Linked DNA regions of Oryctolagus cuniculus: region 1 is linked to region 2. Evidence: chromatin contacts called from public Micro-C data. All regions are on one chromosome and are shown on one strand. The core of a region is the stretch at or near the end of the contact, and the rest is flanking DNA. Distances in the headings are between cores, read along the strand shown.

The links. Hi-C and Micro-C count contacts between places; a contact is called where the count stands out from the background.
Region 1: a Micro-C map of ear pinna shows a contact between it and region 2, with 3 times the contacts expected there. The contact joins the promoter of ISG15 here to the promoter of UBE2J2 in region 2. A contact is called at or near these places in 3 of 6 Hi-C or Micro-C datasets (ear pinna, psoas muscle and an unstated tissue).

The regions. Positions count from the first base shown.
Region 1 is chr7:164,355,330-164,361,390 of mOryCun1.1, forward strand. ISG15 (ISG15 ubiquitin like modifier) reads right to left here and starts at 3,186. Exons shown (of 2, transcript XM_070079434.1): 1 at 2,532-3,186; 2 at 1,829-2,338. The coding sequence starts at 2,534. The coding sequence ends at 1,847. AGRN (agrin) reads right to left here and starts at 319. Exons shown (of 36, transcript XM_051839505.2): 1 at 24-319. The coding sequence starts at 230.
Region 2 is chr7:164,221,043-164,227,070 of mOryCun1.1, forward strand. It overlaps UBE2J2 (ubiquitin conjugating enzyme E2 J2), which reads left to right and starts at 4,051. Exons shown (of 7, transcript XM_051840551.2): 1 at 4,051-4,185. LOC127489281 (translation initiation factor IF-2) reads right to left here and starts at 4,466. Exons shown (of 4, transcript XM_070076810.1): 1 at 4,413-4,466; 2 at 3,173-4,302; 3 at 2,262-2,384; 4 at 156-2,081. The coding sequence starts at 4,466. The coding sequence ends at 3,202.

The sequences.
Region 1 (6,061 bases), core at 1,936-4,435, 130 kb after region 2:
GGGGCGCGGAGCGCGCGGCCCACCTTGCACGAGTAGGTGAGCTGCACTGGGTCCACGTTGAGGATCTCCTCCACGGTGCCCGTGAGCACCACGTTCGCCTCCTCCTCCCGCCGCTCCAGCGCGCGCTCCGGGCACGTCCCGCGGGCGCCGGGCAGGCTGCACGCGGCCAGCAGCAGGAGCAGCAGCAGCGGCCGCAGCGGGGCCGGGCCGGACGGCTGCGGGCTGGCCATGGCGCAGCCGAGGTCGGCGAGCTACCGCCGGGAGAGCGCGCGGGCCGGGCCGCACCGCGGACGGGACTGGACGGGACGCAGCCTGGGAGGCGGTGGCGGCGGCGGCGGCGGCGCGGGGCGGGCCGGGGGCGGGGCGCGGGACGGCCCCGCCCCGCTCCACCGCCCCCTCCCCGGCCCGGCGGCCCCGGCTCGCCCGGCGCCCGCAGACCCGCGGCGGCCGCGAACAAAGCGCAGGGGCCGCGGCGCGGGGCGGGGGCCGTGGGGGAGGGGCGGGCCCAAGCGACCCCCGCCCCCGCCCGCGTATCCCCACCCCAGGAAATGCGGCTGCAGTCGGGTTAATGCGGAATCTGCCGGCGACGTGACCGGACTCCCAAGGGGTCCTAGGAGGCGCCGCAGCCGGGGGCAGCGGGGGTCCCCGGGCGCAAAGCGGCGCGGAGGGCCCGGACCCCACCGCCCCTCCTGCGGCGCAGAGAGCGGGGCGCCGCACCCCCGGCGGGTCCCGGCGAGGAGTCCGCCGCCTCTGACCGCGCCCCCGCCGCAAGGACCGTGCGGGCGGCGATTGGTCCCCCGGGCGCGGGCCCGCCTGGCCGGCCCGGCCCCGCCGCGGGGAGGCGCGCGCCTCCTAGCGTCCCGCGGCGCAATTGCGGGCGCTTCTGCGGCCCGGCTCGGCGGGGTGGGGAGAGGGCTGGGTGGTTTCGGGCTCTGGGGAGCCGAGTCGGAGGCGACCCCCTGAAGATGGAGGGGACCCCGCTGTGTTCCTAGGCTGCTTCCGCGCCCCTCCCCTGGGCCGGCCCGCAGTGGCGGAGCCAGAGGCGAGGATTGGGAAGCCGCAGCCGCGTGCGGGCCTCAAGGGTCTGCTCCTGGGGCCTGCGGAGCGGTCCTGGCACGGCCAGGCCTGGGGTCCCCGGCCCAGACACGAACCCCCGCAGATCAGAAAAGTGGCCTTTGGTTCTCCAGCCAGCTCCCGAGGGATCTCGTGGTCCCTGGATCTCGGGGCCTGCCTGCTTCGGCTGTGTCCTGCGCCATCCCCGGGCATTCCCCCTGGGGAGGGAGGGCGCCGGGAGCGTCCCCTGTGGCTTCTGCCTAATTAGCTGCCGCCCACCCCCAAGCCCCATCAGGGCAGGTGAGTCCCAGATCCAGGTGCCCTCATGCACTGTCCACACTCTCCTGAGGGGGTGATGTGAACCCTGATGGTGAGTGCTCAGGCCCCGCCCTACACCTCCCAGGACCAAGGCAGGCAGGACTGGGCAGTCCAGAAGGTTCCTGGCCCCCTGCCCCATGGGGTGTGGACCTCTCCCCACCTCACTGGTTCCAGGGACTCTGGGGGTGGGGCCTGCCCTGTGGCCAATGGGCCCTGAGCAGAGCTGCCGCCCTGCTCCCGCCCCCCCACCCCCGGAGCTTGTGGGGTGAGCAGTGAGGGGCTGCCTGGCTCAGCCTGGCCAGGTCAGCTCTGGCACACGTGACTTTCCTATGTGAGGCTGTCCCTGTCATGACCCTACCATGAAGCCCTTGTCCCATAACTTGGCAACCAGACCGCCCCCACAGGGCTGCAGAATTGGGGACACAGGAGGGGTGATGGGCAGAGAGGGGACCCGGGAGGCAGCTACTTCTGTTTATTAGCAGGGCCGGGTCCCGGCAGATCCGCCCCGCAGGCGGAGGTTCAGGTACACGGTGCACTGCGGCTGGAGGCCGTACTCCCCCAGCAGGTGCTGGTCCTCCATGGGCCTGTTCTCGAAGCTCAGCCAGAACAGGTCCGGCTGCAGGCCCTCCCGCTGGGCCACCTGCAGCTTGAGCTGGGCCACCGTCTGGGTGAGCAGCACCTCGTAGGCGCTGCTGCGGCCCCTGTCATTGCGCACCAGGATGCTCAGCGGGTTGTCACACTTCTGCACCAGCAGCAGCACCGTGCTTCCCGGCCCCAGGCCCTGGGCGACCAGGGGGACCTCCTCCAGCAGCGCCGCCCCCCCGGGGTGCACAGCCAGGAGCTGCTGGAAGGCCGGCACGCCAGTCTCCTGGGCGATCCGCCGCTTCAGCTCCGACGCCGTCAGGGACTCGCTCAGGGGCACTGAGATCTCTTTGCTGCCCAGCATCTTCACCTTCAGGTCCTTCCCCTGTGGGCATCACCAGGGCTCAGAGACCGGCGCCAGGCCTGGGTCCGCACACCAGGCGCCAGCCGCAGGTGCAGCCCCCTGCGTCCGCCGATGCGCCCCTCCTGTCCCCACCCTGGGAAACCCCACCAGACAGACGAGGGGGAGGAAAACCGGCCGGACCACGCGCCCCCCGACACCGCGCGTCCCGGCTTACCATGGCCGTGGCTGCTTCTGGGTGCTGCTCAGTCCCTGGCAATGCCGCTGCCCCTCAGCCTCTAGCGCGTTCCCGGCCAGCCTCAGCCCATTTATGGGCCTCGGCTGCGGACGTCAGGGGGCGGTGCTGCCGCCCAGCTGGTGCCGGGGCCAAGCAGGCTTTGGTTTTGGTTTCCTTTTCCCAGGGCGAGCCCCAGAGGGAGTAGGAGAAACAAAACAGAAAGACGATGTGAGCTGGCACAGCTCCAGGGGTGGGGGCACGGCAAGGGGCCCCCACAGTGCCCCGGCAGCCTGCCTAGCCGTGCCCAGCAATGCCCAGCACCAGCACCCGGAGTCCTCAGCAGGACACTCAGCGCTCACAGGGACGTGGGCTGGGGACTGGAGACTTTCGGTTTCCATTTGCCAGATTGCAAAATTGATGAGGCCAGGAAACGTCACGGCGGTCACTTCCAGAACTACATAGGACGCCAACAGTCCCAGCCCCCCCCCCCCCACGGAGACCTCCGTGGGCTCAGGACGTGGCCTCTGGTCAGGTTGTTTCTCAATGAAAGACCAAGTGTATTTTGCTGCCTTTCGAAGTGAACTCAGAATGTTTGCACATGTGTCTGATAAGGGTCTCTGTGGGCGTAGAGAATTCTTACAAGTTCAACAATGAAAAAAACCACAATTTAAAAGGGAGCAGTGGAGATGCCCACACAGGAACGCCTGCTTCAAGTCCTGACGCCACCTCCAGTGCCAGCTCCCTGCTGGTGCCCGGCTCAGGTACCTGGGCCCCTGCACCCACAAGGGAGACCCAGGAAGAGCTCCTGTCTCCCGGCTTCAGCCAAGCCCAGCCCTGGCTCTTGTGGGCATTTGGTGTGTGAACCAGTGGAGGGAAACAGCTCTCTCCCTGTCTTCAAATAAAATAAACAAACATTTTAATGTCTTTTACATGAATTTCACCTAAAAAACAAAACAAGAGCTCTCGCCATTTTCACCGCCTGTGGAGCAGCAGGTCATCAACCGCCTCCTTTGCCGACAGGCACCAGCGCGTGGCCGAGCTCCCGAGACGGGACGGGACTGATGGCCAGGAGTGCAGCCCCACCAGCCCCGGACGGCCAGTCGAGGTTGTTCCCAAGTTTCTGCTGTCACAAACAGCACACACCAAAGTTGGCTGAGACTAAATAAAAATGAGGTATTTAAATAAATAAATAAGTGAATGAAATTTTTAAGAATGGAAAAGCAAAGTGTGCCCGCCATGATTCTGAGTATCAACCCTGACCCTGCCTCCCCGGCCCAGAACTCCCTGGGGCACCATCTCCGCTGAGCTGTCAGAGAAAAAGCACAGACACTTAGTGAAGGGAGCAGGCGTCCACCGTCTCACTTCCACGTCCACCGTCTCACTGCCCACGTCCACTGTCTCACTTCCATGTCCACGGTCTCACTGCCCACGTGCACAGTCTCACTGCCCACATCCACTGTCTCACTGCCCACGTGCACTCTCACTGCCCACGTCCACAGTCTCACTGCCCATATCCACTGTCTCACTGCCACGTCCACAGTCTCACTGCCCATGTCCATTGTCTCACTGCCCACGTCCACCGTCTCACCGCCCACATCCACCGTCTCACTGCCCACATCCACCGTCTCACTGCCCACGTCCACCGTCTCACCGCCCACATCCACCGTCTCACTGCCCACGTCCACTGTCTCACTGCCCACGTCCACCGTCTCACTGCCCACGTCCACAGTCTCACTGCCCACGTCCACCGTCTCACCGCCCACATCCACCGTCTCACTGCCTACATCCACTGTCTCACTGCCCATGTCCACCGTCTCACTGCCCACGTCCACAGTCTCACTGCCCATATCCACTGTCTCACTGCCATGTCCACAGTCTCACTGCCCACGTCCACCGTCTCACTGCCCATATCCACTGTCTCACTGCCATGTCCACAGTCTCACTGCCCATGTCCACTGTCTCACTGCCCACGTCCACCGTCTCACCGCCCACGTCCACCATCTCACCGCCCACATCCACCGTCTCACTGCCCACGTCCACAGTCTCACTGCCCATATCCACTGTCTCACTGCCCACGTCCACCGTCTCACTGCCCACGTCCACCGTCTCACTGCCCACGTCCACTGTCTCACCTCCCATCAACAAAGAAATCTCGAGGACAGAGCATCACGAAGGGGCCGGCGCTGTGGCTTGTAGTCGGCTAAGCTTATGCTTGCGGCGCCAGTGTCCAATACGGGGCCGGTTCCAGTATCGGCTGCTCCACTTCTTCTGATCCAGCTCCCTGCTGTGGCCTGGGAAAGCAATGGAGGACGTCCCAAGTGCTTGGGCCCCTGCACCCACATGGAAAACTCAGAGGAAGCTCCTAGCTCCTGGCTATAGATCGGCCCAGCTCTGGCCAATGAGGCCATTTGGGGAGTGAGCCAGAGGCTGGAAGACCTCTCTCTCTGTCTGTCTCTCCCTCTTTCTGGGTGTAACTCTGCCTCTCAAACAAATAAATAAAATCTTTAAAACAAAGACCACTGGGGACACAGAAGGTCCCGTGACATCGAGAGGTCAAGCTTGTGAGGAAAAGCGCACAGGTGGGCGCCGCCTCCCAGGGGGCAGCGAGGACACAGCGTGCAAGTCACCGCCGACCGAATTCGTTCAGAGAAAATAAACCCGCAGAGGTGGGTAACCAACAGCCGGCGTGCACAGCCCACACATGGCAGAGGGCCTGAGCCCAGGGGGTGGGAGTGGGGGCAGCAGGCGGAGGTGGACTCCTCCACACTGGTCTCTCAAGTGGCTGCCGCGCCTCTGCACCGGGCAAGAATGCGGGGTGGGTGTAAAGACAACAGGGCGTGAGGCCGAGCTGATTCAGGGGCTGAATGGGGATTTTCCTCTCTCTCCGGCGATGGGCGAGAAAGGCTGAGGCTTACGTCTGTTCTGGCAGGTCTCGGACGGGGCCTGGGAGAGGGGCGTTTCTCCATGCAAGAACGTACAGTGGAGGTGGGGTGGGGGGGTTGGGAGGTGGTGGGGGGTGGGGGTTGCCTGTCCCATCGAGCTGGGACGCAGTCCCCAGCAGCGTGGCCAGCCCAGGGTCTCCAGCCCCGTTCTCTTTAGCAGCAAAGATGCAGTCAGAGGTCTGAGGCCCAGGCCAGCTCGTCCTGCCACCGCTGCTGTGCCGTCCCTGCCCTGGCACCCGAGTGGCCTTTGGACCGTCAGCTACTCAGCTGCCTTCCGGGATGGGGGCCTCAGGGGCCATGAGAGACCAGAGTGGCTGATGGGCAAAGCAAGGCAGACCCACGTCTGAGGGAAAGACCTTGGACCTGAGCTTTGGAGGTCAGACCCCACAGCAGCCACCATGAGCGCGGCTCAGATGCCCCCCAAAGCCCAGGGGCCCCAGTCCTGCAGACACGGGACTCAGCCCTCCGAGCATCACCCCAGCTCCTGGGAGGCAGGGCCGTTGCTTTAACAGAGAAACCTCAGTGTCTTCCTGCCAGGGTTGGAATTAGACAAAGGCGAAGCCCTGTGGGTTGTGGAGTGCGGCTTGG
Region 2 (6,028 bases), core at 2,801-5,300:
TTGCCACGTTGCTGTCGTGGGCTTTGCCTATGCAGATACGGCCCGGCCTTCACCACTAACGAACTGATTACATTTCTTTCAGAATGGGGAATTCAACACAAAACGGGTATTCCTTATAATCCACGGGGCCAAGCCATTGTTGAACGAGCCAATCGTACACTTAAAACTCATTTATTAAAACAGAAAAGGGGGAATTAAGGGGACAACCCCCAAAACCTCCGGGCTACCGCTCTTTTCACTCTTAATTTTAAAATTTACCTATGGGAGAACCAGTGTCGCGGGCAGAAAAACACTTCCAATCGGCGAAGTCGGGGGTGAGGGGGTAAATGTACCTGCATACTATAAATAGATTACATACAACACACATGAATACGAGCTACCGCATTCCCGGGAGCTGAGCCCTCCGGCCCCTAGGCCGAGGCCATGGTCTTGTCTTCTCAGACACTGGAGAAGGGTCTGGTGCCCCCTTCGAGTAACCAGACCAGAAAGGCTCCGAACCGGGGGCCCAGCGTCGATGCCGGCGGCCGAGAAAATGGCGGCGTGGACTCTGTCATCGCCACAGCCCAAACAGCAAAAAGCAACGCAGAGGGAGAGTCCCCACGCGGGCCCAGACGAGAGATCTGCCCAGGGAGGAAGAGGGCGCCCTCGCTTCCCCGCCAGGGAGGCAGACGGCGCCCTCACTTCCCCGCAGGGAGGAAGACGGCGCCCTCGTTTCCCCGGGGACCCGGTGGCGCCTGCAGAACTGCTCCTCGGGGTGACGGCCGTTCTGACCCGTGCGTCGGGGCCGGAGCACACCTCACCACCCCACCCGCCCTCACTGCGCACCGTGGGCTGGGCTGCGCCTGCTCCTGTTGCCGAGGACGGCGGCCCCAGCTTCCCGATGAAAGGAAAGAACTCAGCATTTCGCCCGGATACCGAACGCTTCCACCATGTTTGGGGGCCAGCTCCGTGCTTGGAGCTATCCCCCAGTGGGGGGGTACGATGCCAACAGTGGGACTGGATTCCTTACGGGATTTTTTTCTGCTGTTACACTCGTTTTCCATCATTCTGAAAGTGTCTGTTATCCCCTTATTGTTAATTTCTCAGACGTAGCCCAGTTTCCCAGAGAGACCCCGCGGCTCTGTACCCTGGCGGGGGGACACCTGGGGTTCCTGTGGAGGACAATCCGGCAACATCTCCTATAAACGGAATTTGACGTTCATCGACTGGGGCCCGCCAGGGTTCTTTACATCCTGTGCAGTTCGTCGCGTATTTACTTCAACAAACCGAAACTAAGGACTCTCAGACTGTCCTGCGGCACGGGGCTGACACCCTTTAACTCGGCACAGCGGGGGCTGGCTCCTCCCGCCCCTTGGTCCCCGACACGGCACTTCCGCAACCTTCCCGCAGCTACTCAATGGTTTTCTTTTGCCCTCAGCCACGGCAAAGCCACCGCCACACTCGGGGAAGCCAGCAGAGAGCGAGCCTGCACTGCCCCGCCCCACGTGCCCTGGACGGTTACCTTCAACACACCCTCCAGAGTTACCTGGACTGCCTGCCTCATCCATTCCGTTCCTTTCAATAGAACCAGCAGTCTACAATGATTTTGTCTCAAAGCCCAAGCCTCTGAATCCCGTCAACTTGCCTGGGCCTTGGACTGAATCCGGTTTCTATCGCGTTTCTGTCATCACACCAAACGTATGAAAGGTCTGTCGGAAGCTCACTGCTAGCACGCTGGGCTCCCGCGGCAGGAACAGCAGCAGGTGCGCCCTCAGTGACTCCATCTCGACTCAGGAGTTCATTGCGAAACGGCAACGAGACTCCCACAGTCTCAGGCCACCAAGCGGGGATAGATCAACCAACGAGTCAAAGACTGCAAGAGTTACGGGCGGCGATCGCCTGGCCAGGATCAGCCAGCAGACACTCAAGGCCGACTCGCTCCCCCACGTCATTGGAGCTTCACGAAGTTTTGTGTCGCTCACCTGCTGTCCCGGGTTAGTGTTTTCCGTGGTCTCCTTCTTCTCCTCGCAGGAATCTGCACTGCATTGCCAAACCCCCAGAAACGCCAGCTCCGCACTCGCCTCTCCGCCGCCGTCTTGCGACTGAAACAGAGAAGGGGCAGTTTGCAGGAGCTGGCATCCGGGACTGTCCACGCAGGAGGAAGTCAGCGAAGGACTCGGCGTAAGGCCCAGGCCCAGCAGTCACCAAAGGCGTCTGCCTCCACCTGTTGGTGGTGCGGGACGGTGGCCGGGCCTGGAGACCGACCCGGCTTGTTTCCTTACTGCTGGCTGTGCTGCGCGCTGGGGTCACGCTGTGGGCAGAGTCGTCCGTGTCCCGCGTCTTCCGGAGCAGAGTCTCGCGGGTCCCGGGGACCCAGAGCCCCCACACCTTTCAAATAAGTAAACCTTAAAAAAAACACAGGAGCAGGAGCTGTTGGTGGGCGTCCTGTGGACCCCTCAGTCCTCTCAGGAGGGGCGCTGGCCCCGACTTGCTGGGCCCCAGCCCCTGAGCTCACTGGGTCACCACAGAGGTGACCAGGGGTGGCCAGTGTCCCCCCAGGCCGGGCCCAGGGACTGAAGGTGCCTGGTGTTTCGTGGGCCTGAACGTCTTTTCCTCCCCTGTGCCCCCCGTACCCCGGGCTGCAGGGCATCGCCAGTGCTGGTGTGGGACCAGCACAGAGCACGGGGCTCCCCTGGGCCCCTCCTCAAGCCCTGGCCAGACAGGCCCTCTGGGGGAGGCGGGCTTGGGGACCCCTCCTGATCCTGACCCTCCCGGGTCTCTAGGCCGCCGTCACCACACGGAGGGCGGCCTCCTTCGCCAAGGCCGCTGTCCCCTCTGCCTGCTGCCCTGGCACCCGTGGAGCCGCCGGCAGGAAGCCCCTTCTGAGAGCTGCCCCGGCATCCTACCGGACCCTCCCCTCCAAGGGGCAGTTTTGGGTTGGAAATCCCAGCAGACCCCTGGGGCCAGCCTCGCTTCTCCGTCCTGGTCTCCATGCTAAGGCCACCAGTTCTGGGGCAAGACTGCTGGGTGGCCTCGATCCCGCTGACCAGAGGCCACTCCCGGCTCGGGCGGCTTCTCCCTGGGGCACCACCCAGGAGGCTGGGGCCCTGGACCCCTGCTGCCTCTCAAGTCCACTGGTACCCGCGGACACAGGGCCACCCCGAGGCAGGAGAGGCCTGCCCCTGCTGTGTACCTGGGTGAGCCCAGGATCTGCCTCTGCTTCTATCCAGGACCTGGGCGGCCTCCTGGACAAAACTGTCCACCCTCAGGACAGCTGGGCCGCCCTGCGTAGGGGTGGCAGGACCCCGGATGGGGCGGGGGAGGGCGGCCAGGTTCCCACGGACGGACCCACGGACAGCTGGACGCTCCTCCGCTTCTGCCCCCGGGCCTGAACTCTGCCCGAGGCGTGGCCACGGCTGGACCACAGGAAATCAGGGTGCCCGGGGCCCGCAGCAAGCCCCAGACTGATCCTGGCGCGGGGCCGGACGAGCGGCGGGCCCCGGGGTCTGAACCGCGCGGCCCTGCACGGCCGGCGGGAGGAACTCGGGCGGTGCGGCCGGGGCTGTGAGCGGGACCCCACTCAGGGCCGGCGGGAAATTCGGTCATTTTTACGGCTGAACGTCCCATGGCCTCACAGTGGACAGAGAAGGCCAGCGCTGGACCCTCAGCGGCCCGCGGGGAGGACACTGCAGGGCGGGGTGGCCTAGACGGCTTCCCGCACGCAGGCCGGAGGGCGGTCGGGGTCATCCCGAGGCTCCGGGGAGTCAAATCAGCCAGCCCGCAGGGAGGCGGACGAAGCCACGAAGCCGCCTTCCAGCGCGCCCGCCGCTCTCCCCACCACCACCTGGGACCCCGCCCCGCGGAGTTGTCCGCTTGTGCGCACGCGCTGACTGCTCTCCTGGCGCCGGCGCAGCTTCCGGGGCTGGCGGGGACAGGGAGACGCGGGCGACGTCCTCCGGGCCGCCTAGAGCGGCCGCCCCAGAGGCCCGCACACCGGAAGCGGAAGCGGGCCAGGGCCCCGCCCCGGGAGCAGCCATCTTGGAAGCTGAGGCGGCGGCGGCGGCGGCGGCGGATGCGGAGGGCTGGGTCCTGGCGCGGCGCGGCACGGTTCTCTCCGTCGCAGGCCCCACGCTTCCGCACCTTGCTCCGGCCTCGACCACGGCGAGCCTGAGCGCGGCGGCGGCCCACGCGCGGCGACGGGGAGAGGTGAGCGTGTGCGGGCGGGGGCCTCGGGCAGATGGGCCGGGGCCGGGGCCGCGGGGCACTACTCGGCCCGTCCTCGTTCGCGCCGCCGCCGCCGCGGGGCCCCGGCCCGGAGCGTCCCTGCGCGAAGCCAGGGGTCGGTTAGGCGGGGCGGCGGGCTCCGGGCCGGGGGTGGCCGCGGGGCTGGTCTCCCACTCGGGGCCTTGTGTTGGTGGGACGCTTGCGGGCACCTCTAGGACGATGCGGGCCGCCGCGCCCCGAACTTGGGACCGGAATCGCCCCATCAGTCCCGGCAGAAGGGACTCGGGGCCGCGCTGCCGGGGTGCCGCGGTGTGACGGGGCCGGGGACCCTGGGCAGGGCCCTGCCCGTGCTTGGCGTCGCTGTGCCGGCCCCCGACGTCGGGTCACTCTCCAGCCCGTCTCGGGTGAACGCCGCTGCGCCAGTGTGCGTGCCCGGCTCGGACAGGAGACGTGGGGGCCCCCCGCTGGCCAGGGCGCCTGTAGGCGGTGGTGCACAGTGCTCCGCTCCCAGGCAGGGCCGCGCCGGCCGGGAGACCTGGCCCGTGCCCGCCTGACAGCCAGGGCCTGCCACGCCGCGGCTTGAGTTAGGGGCCCGGGGTGGCTTCTGGGTGCAGCCTGCGCGCGCGCGCCGTGGGCCGCCTCTGGCTGCACGCTGACCGTCCGTGCCCGGGAGCCTGACACGCGTCCTCCGCGGCAGTGGGCGTCCCGCGGGAGGCTGGGGGTGGCCGAGCGGGGGGACTGGTGGCCGCCCACCGGCTCAGACGCGGTCGCACACGGGGAAGAGTGAATTAACCTGTACTGGAGGTTTGGTTTTTTATCTGAAAGGCGGAGTGACTGGGTGCGGGCGGACAGGGAAGGGGCCTCCGTCTGCTGGCTCGCTCCCCGAGTGGCCACGACAGCCAGGGCTGTGGGCCAGGCCGGAGCCGGGAGCCCCGTCCCACTCGCGTCTTCCACTGCTTTCCCAGGAGCGTTAGCAGCTGGGACTTGAATTGGCGCCCACGAGCGCTGCCGGCATCCCGGGAGGTGGCTTACGTGTGCAGCGCAGCACTGGCCCCTGAATGGTTTTGTGTGCGTGGAGCTGGCTTTGGAGCGAGTGTGGCAGTGGCTCTGCTCCAGGCTGTGGGCAGGGGCTGAGCCCTGGCCCCTCGGGCATCTTGAGCCAGAGCGCGAGGCAGTGGACTGGACGGTGGCCCTGCTCTTGGTGCAGACTCCTGCAGGAGGGTCAGAGCCTGGAGTCCACCGGTGGGCTTTGGGACCCGTGGCTCTCGAGCCAGGGCGGGAGGCAGCCAAGGGGTCAGGGTTTGAAGCCGGGCCGTGACGGGGGCGCTGAGGACGGGCTGAGCTGGCCGGGGCAGGGCTGATGCTCGCTGGCTTGGCTGGGGCGTGGAAGGGCTGTGGGGGTGGCGGGAGGTCTCACTGGGCACTGACCGGAGTGCATGAGACAGCTGAAGGGTGGAGACTGGAGGCTGATGTGCTGTTAGTGATGCGGTGGGAACGAGGGTCGCGGGCCCCTGGAGGAGACACAGGGGTTGGCGGTGGTCCTGGGGTTAGGCCCACGAGAGGATTGTGTGGGTGCCCTGAGCAAGTCTCACTCTGCAGGCCCTGATCATGGCAAAGAGCTGCCAACAGCCAGCGTCTTGTGCTCTGTGGAGGGAGAAGCCAGACGGGGCCCGTGGTCTGGAGATGCAGAGGAGGCCGTGGGGAGGCCAGGGGGGCCAGGGAGTGTGTGTGTGGGTGTCCCCAGGGAACCGCAGTGTACAGGCCCTGAGGCTGGCATGGGGTTGAGGTCAGGTTTGCGCTGACTGGGCCATTGCCAGCGGCCCCT